2 separate regions of the Mus musculus genome follow, and region 1 is linked to region 2. Evidence: chromatin contacts called from public Hi-C data. All regions are on one chromosome and are shown on one strand. The core of a region is the stretch at or near the end of the contact, and the rest is flanking DNA. Distances in the headings are between cores, read along the strand shown.

Evidence for each region. A called contact is a pair of places that touch in the nucleus more often than the background predicts.
Region 1: a Hi-C map of B cells shows a contact between it and region 2, with 5 read pairs. The contact joins the promoter of Rpl12 here to the promoter of Ddx31 in region 2. A contact is called at or near these places in 4 of 484 Hi-C or Micro-C datasets (B cells, CD4 T cells, regulatory T cells and 1 more).

The regions. Positions count from the first base shown.
Region 1 is chr2:32,960,238-32,963,065 of GRCm38.p6, reverse strand. It overlaps Rpl12 (ribosomal protein L12), which reads right to left and starts at 1,354. Exons shown (of 7, transcript NM_009076.3): 1 at 1,227-1,354; 2 at 944-1,017; 3 at 394-492; 4 at 1-81. The coding sequence starts at 1,263. Lrsam1 (leucine rich repeat and sterile alpha motif containing 1) reads left to right here and starts at 1,425. Exons shown (of 26, transcript NM_199302.3): 1 at 1,425-1,504; 2 at 1,811-2,022.
Region 2 is chr2:28,838,940-28,841,903 of GRCm38.p6, reverse strand. It overlaps Ddx31 (DEAD/H box helicase 31), which reads right to left and starts at 1,498. Exons shown (of 20, transcript NM_001033294.3): 1 at 1,044-1,498. The coding sequence starts at 1,052. It overlaps Gtf3c4 (general transcription factor IIIC, polypeptide 4), which reads left to right and starts at 1,544. Exons shown (of 5, transcript NM_172977.3): 1 at 1,544-2,021. The coding sequence starts at 1,677.

The sequences.
Region 1 (2,828 bases), core at 105-2,604, 4.1 Mb before region 2:
GTTCTTCTGCTTCTTCCTGTCTCTCGGTGGCTCCTTGAGGGCTTTGATGATCAGGGCTGAGGCAGAAGGCACCACCTCGATCTGCAAAGAGACTTGATGTGAACACAGCCCAGAAAACCAACCACCACCAGACACGCTAAAGGGCCCCGAAAAAACAGCTCGGCTAGCTAAGGTGCTTCCTGCTGGCCTCACCTCCAGAGTTGAATCCCTAGCATGGCGGACTCCTGCACCCTGGCACCTACTACTGACTTACAGTGAACCCTGTCGTATAGCCCTCCCACAAGGATAAAATCCGATTCACCGGGACAGGGAAATCTTTGCCAAGACCCATGATTCCTGAGGGCTGCTATCTCAACCCTTCCCTCAACCCCCCACAGCAAGCAATGTAAATACCTGGGCCTGTCTGTTCTGGATGGTCAGTTTCACTGTAATTCTGAGACCCTTCCAGTCACCGGTAGCCTTGGCAATGTCATCGCCAACTTTCTTCGGAGACTGTAGAAATAATAGCATTCGTTACCATGTGCCCAAAGTTGAAGCCAGGACCTTCAAGCTCACCGCCAGCCCTCCTCACCGTCCCACAGGAGCCTGCCCACAATGGCTCCACATCCTTCTTCACTAAGACAACTCTGCAGTAAGGGCTAACAAAGCAAAACACTTTCTGCTGCAATGGGGAACCCTCGGAGCTTTAAACACTAGGTTCCCGTGCGTTACCCACGGAGGCTAGTGGATTTAAGCAAGTCCAATGGCTGCCTCAACCGGGCTGTGGCACGAGCCTCCGTGCACGTGTTATCTCAGTTTTCCTTTGCGTCCCAAGTCCCAGCACCCACATCCCGGCCTGCACCAGGGACATGGTGGCCTCTTCTGCCCTCCACGGGGACAGAACACATCTACAGGCCAAACAGCATGCACGTTAGAGGTCTACGGCTCGGGAGCGACGACTTACCAGACCCAGAGGACCGATCTTCGGGGCCAAGGCGGATGTGGCGCCGACCTCGCCTCCGGTGCACCTCAGGTACACTGAAGAAAAAGCAAAATCAGAACCTCTGCGGCGCAGGCCGCCCTGCGCGCTGCCGTCGGGCTTCAGATGTCCCGGGCCAGGCCTTACCCTAAGGCGCACGGGCCGCCAGAGCGTCGGGCTCCCTCCCCTCTTACACACGTGGCAGCCAAGGCCCAAGGGAGACCCGCCAGGCCCCGGGACAGCACCCGGGCGCGGCGAGGGCACGCACCGACTTTGACCTCGTTGGGGTCGAACTTGGGCGGCATGGTGGAGGCGGCTGGTGTCGGATGAACCCGGATTCGGGACGACCGAAGAAAGTTGCACCGTTGCCTCCTCCGAGCCGAAAGCCGAAAAGACGGATCCTGCTCCGCCCACGCCGGATATAGGCGGAAAAGCTCAGCTCTCGCGAGAACCGCTGGCCCCACCCAGTCTCTGGGCGACACCCTGGTCGCCCTGTTTCTTATGGGCAGGCGTCTGCGGCAGAGGACTGCAGAGCTTGGTCTGTGGGTGAGCTCGGGATTCGGAAGGGGTAAATGTTCGGAGCACCTTGCCTGGGCAACAGAGTAGGGCTGCACCAGAGGTCCTGGTTCCTGGTCCACGTTCCCTTCTCTTGACGGTGACTCTGGAGCCCCTGGGACCCAGCCCAGGGCCCCGCCCCTCCCCTAAGGGATCTGCACCTGACTTGAGCGACCCTAGTACCAGTGCCACCCTAGTACCCTCCTAACCTGTTTGCGGTATGTGCATGTTAGTTACAGAAACAAACTATTCGAGTCTAATCACGAGTCTTTAATTCTGCAATTCCTTGGTTTCTAGAATCTCGAGACTTTGTCATCCTGAGTTGCGTGTCTTTCTGAAATTTAAAGTTTCGGTGCTCACTTCTATGTTTGAAGGAGACCGGACACCAGCTCAGCTTTTGGGGGCCAATGGTTTGTATCTGTGGCCAAGTCTTCGGAGTGACTGGCCTACCTTGAGGTCCACCCAAGAATCGGAACATCGGTGGAGGACCTCCCCATCCACAGAGCCAGGTTAGCCGCTGGCCAGCCCTGCCAGGGAAGGATGGGTGTGGTTCTTCCCAGCCAAGCTGGACCATCAGGAAAGTTCAAACCAGAACTGAACGAGCCCTGCTGAGAACGGTGAGGGAGGGGGAATTGGCAGAGATAGTCATTGAAGAAGGTATTTGGAAATGTAGATCTGGAGGATGGGGGCGAGGGAGGCTAGTCATTAGTGAGCCATCTGTAAGGGATTTAAGTCGTGGCCATCAGATAGGGATGGAGGGAGCTGTCTCTCAGGAGTGCTGCAATTGAGTGCGGAGAGTCCTGAGCAGGCCCTGCAGGCCCAGCAACCTCCTCTGACAGCCCACGCCCACAAATGGAGACCTGAAATCCCTCAGGACCACATGTGTCCTCTACTGCAAGGCTCCTCCAGCCCTCTTCTCCTTAGCAACTGTAATAGTACCTGAGTGCATTTGTCATGTGTGTGGTACCCTGTGGCAGAGTCTATGGCATAGACCTGACATACATGAAGTCACTGACCCCACAGAGGCCAGCATTGGCAACATTGCTCCATATTACAAATGAGGAAACCGGCTCCGACCAGTGACACAAAGTGACACAGCTAATGTCTTAGGTGTCAGAGCCCATGCCGTGAGTTACACACTTCCTCCAAATGATTATGTCCTTCCTATTGCTGGCCCTTAGACAGCACTGGAAGTTGCAGCCAGCTATGGGCAGCCAGCTACTGAATTCAGGACACAATGATTAACTTGGCTAAACTGGGAGGTCCAAGGAGCCGTGCAAGCGGCACAGGATCAGGACTTGAAAGGCAAGTGTCC
Region 2 (2,964 bases), core at 249-2,748:
AAGCCTGATTCAATGCTGCTGACCTAAGGCAGCTGTCTACTTCCTCAAAGGAAACACAATTGATTTTATTTCTATTACTGGCACATAGCAACTGCCTCTAAGGACCAGACAATATGCAGTTATTGCAGGTATCCCATTGGAGTCTCATAACAATCTTCTATAAAACAAATTCGTGTTCCTATTTATGGATAGGAGAGACTAACTCCCCCCAAGTCACATAGACTACTGTATTCCAAAGCTGACATCTATACCAGCCCAGGTCTACCCTACAGTAAATCCTATGCCCTCTCCTCCACTATCCGGAGGGTTGTCTGTATTTCTCCTCCCACATAGTTTCAACTATACCAATGGCTTGCTGAAGAGTCCTTACTCATCACCTTCTAAGCTTAATAAGGTCCCTCCTTCCTTCTACCAAGGTGCAACTAGGCAGTGGGTGTGTTAGTCAAAGGAGTTTAAAAGCATTGGTTGACCTGAAACTGGCTGGGCAATTTGTATTTCATTATTATCTTTTGGGTGAGGGGGATGAAGCCTCCTATCACATCTTCCCACTTTCAAGAAGATAAACCAGCAACCCTAAAACCATCTTTTTGCTGTAAGAGTCACTTTTCTCCTCTCGAGGGAACGGATACGTGGATGAAAACGTCCCGTTTAAAAGCTCAAAGAACCGAGTCCAGTCTCCATTCCTAACAGAAGTGACCCTTCCTGCCAGCAGAAGACCTGGCTCCCGACAGTTAAGACCTCATGTCTCAGGCATTATTTTCCAGCTTGGATACACCCAGCCTCCAATCCTTATGCTGACTAGTCCCCCGTCCCGTCCCCCCCTCCCCCCAGCTAGTCTCAAGAACTTGACTAGTTACTACAGCCTGCAATTCTAACCTAAGTTCTCAGACAATCTCAGGAGCCCGCCGGTCTCTTGCTCCCAAGGCGGGGTTCCCCGCTCGTTCACGTGTTTCCGAGAGCAGCCCGGCAGCCCCTCTGGACATCTTAAAGAACTCGACCGGACCTGATCACTGTGGCACCTCCCGGGCTGGGGTTGCACTCACCCGCTTCATCTGGACCTGAGTGCGTCCGAAGCACGTCCTGGAAGGCCGGTCAGGCAAAGTGCTGCAGACAGTAGCCAAAGCCCAAGTGCGGAGCCGCGGAACCAGCAGGGAGCCCAGGTAGCACGTGGAGAGGGAGGATCTTCGCAACTATCGCCGGTCCGCCGCCGCCCCTTCCGGGTCCGGGAGCCGGGACGGCACGCACCGGCGGGAGACAAGAGGCCTCACACGCCTCCGAAACCGGAAGAGGCCGAGCGCCGCCCACCCAGCAGGGTCTCCTTTAGCCACCACGCTGGTCTTCTCAGCTTTTCAGTCACCCACGGAGGCTCACTCTCCCGTGGGCTCTTAGTCGGACCTAGCACCCAGTGTCTAGGAAAGGGACTCTCTGAAGCGCCCACCTTCTCCGCGTGTCTGCAGGCGCGCCTCGGGTCAGCCCTACCGGAGCGCACTTTCCAGACAGGCAGCTCCACGGCCATCTAGCAGGGTGGCGTTGCCTAGCAACGACGGGGTCCTTTCTGGCTCGGTGGCGCTCGGGGCCTGCGGGGAGTGAACGGGCGCGGAGGGCGCTGGGAGAGGCCGGGGCAAGGTGGCGAGCGTTCAGTGTGCCGGTAACCCGACCTCCTCGCTCCTAGTAAGATGAGCGAGGCGGACCAGGCCCTGGTGGGGCCCAAGGCCGACGAGCCCTCGCCGCCCGCAGAGGAGAAGGACGAAGGGGGCGGGAAGGAGGCGGCTGCCGACGCGGCCCCCGGGCCCAGCGCCTCGTTTCGCCTCATGGTGACTCGGCGGGAGCCTGCCGTGAAGCTGCAATACGCGGTGAGCGGGTTAGAGCCGCTCTCCTGGTCTGAGGACCACCGCGTGTCTGTGTCCACGGCTCGCAGCGTCGCCGTGCTGGAGCTTATCTGCGATGTGCACAACCCAGGCCAGGATCTGGTGATCCACCGCACCTCGGTACCCGCACCTCTCAACAGCTGCCTCCTCAAGGTAAGTCGCCTCCACCGCTTCTCCCGCGGACGCGCCACGGATCCCAAGGGAAGCTGGCCTGCACCCGGCTCTAGGATTCCATGTGCATCCAACTCTTAATGAAGGGGCTAGCCTCGCCGCAGCTTTTAAAAAGTCGTGCAAGCGTCTTCACTGTTCCTAGACACCCCCGCCCCCCCAGCCAGGATCCGCTATCCATTCCTTCATTACTGGTGGATGGAACAGTTAGAGCCGTTAGCCCCGGGATTTCTGGAACTCTTGTGACTCCACCCCGCAGCTGACCCAACCCCTGACCTGTCTACCGTTGCTCCTATTGTCTGGGGCCAACTCCCCAGGCCCTGGGCTGGCTTTGTGTTTTCATTCTGTAATGCAAGCGCCCTCCTCTCGCGCCACTTTTGCTTTGAGAAGAAAAACTGATCTATTTCGTTACCTGTTTGACGGTTTCATTGTGAACGGTCCTTGTGTCTCCTTGGGTAGACAGCTCTTAAATCTGGAAGTGTGATGAAAAATAAAACCTCGGAGAGCATCAGGTGCTTAGACTTCCAAGTCCAAGGTCTCTGTAACTCTATAAATTTACTGCCTTCAACTTCATATAACCCAAGTTTGCTCCTGAACTGTAGAGTTTCTAATTTTTGTTGTATTAATGTAACCATTTTCAAACATGGTTTACTTTAGTGAGCGATGTTCCTTTTCATAGTCTATAAATGTAAAAACTTACTTTTATTTTATTTATACCTTCTGTATGTATATGCAGTAGGTAATCTGTCAAAGTGGGTGTGTGTCAAGTGAGTAGGTGCCCAATGGAGTCTGGGATAAATCAGAGTAGAGACAGCCCCTGCCCTCAAGGAGGTTATTTATCCTTTGGCAGGTCATGAACAAATAATGTAGTCTTAATATCATGGTGTGCTATAAAGCTATACACACGTATAACAGTATGCTTATTTGA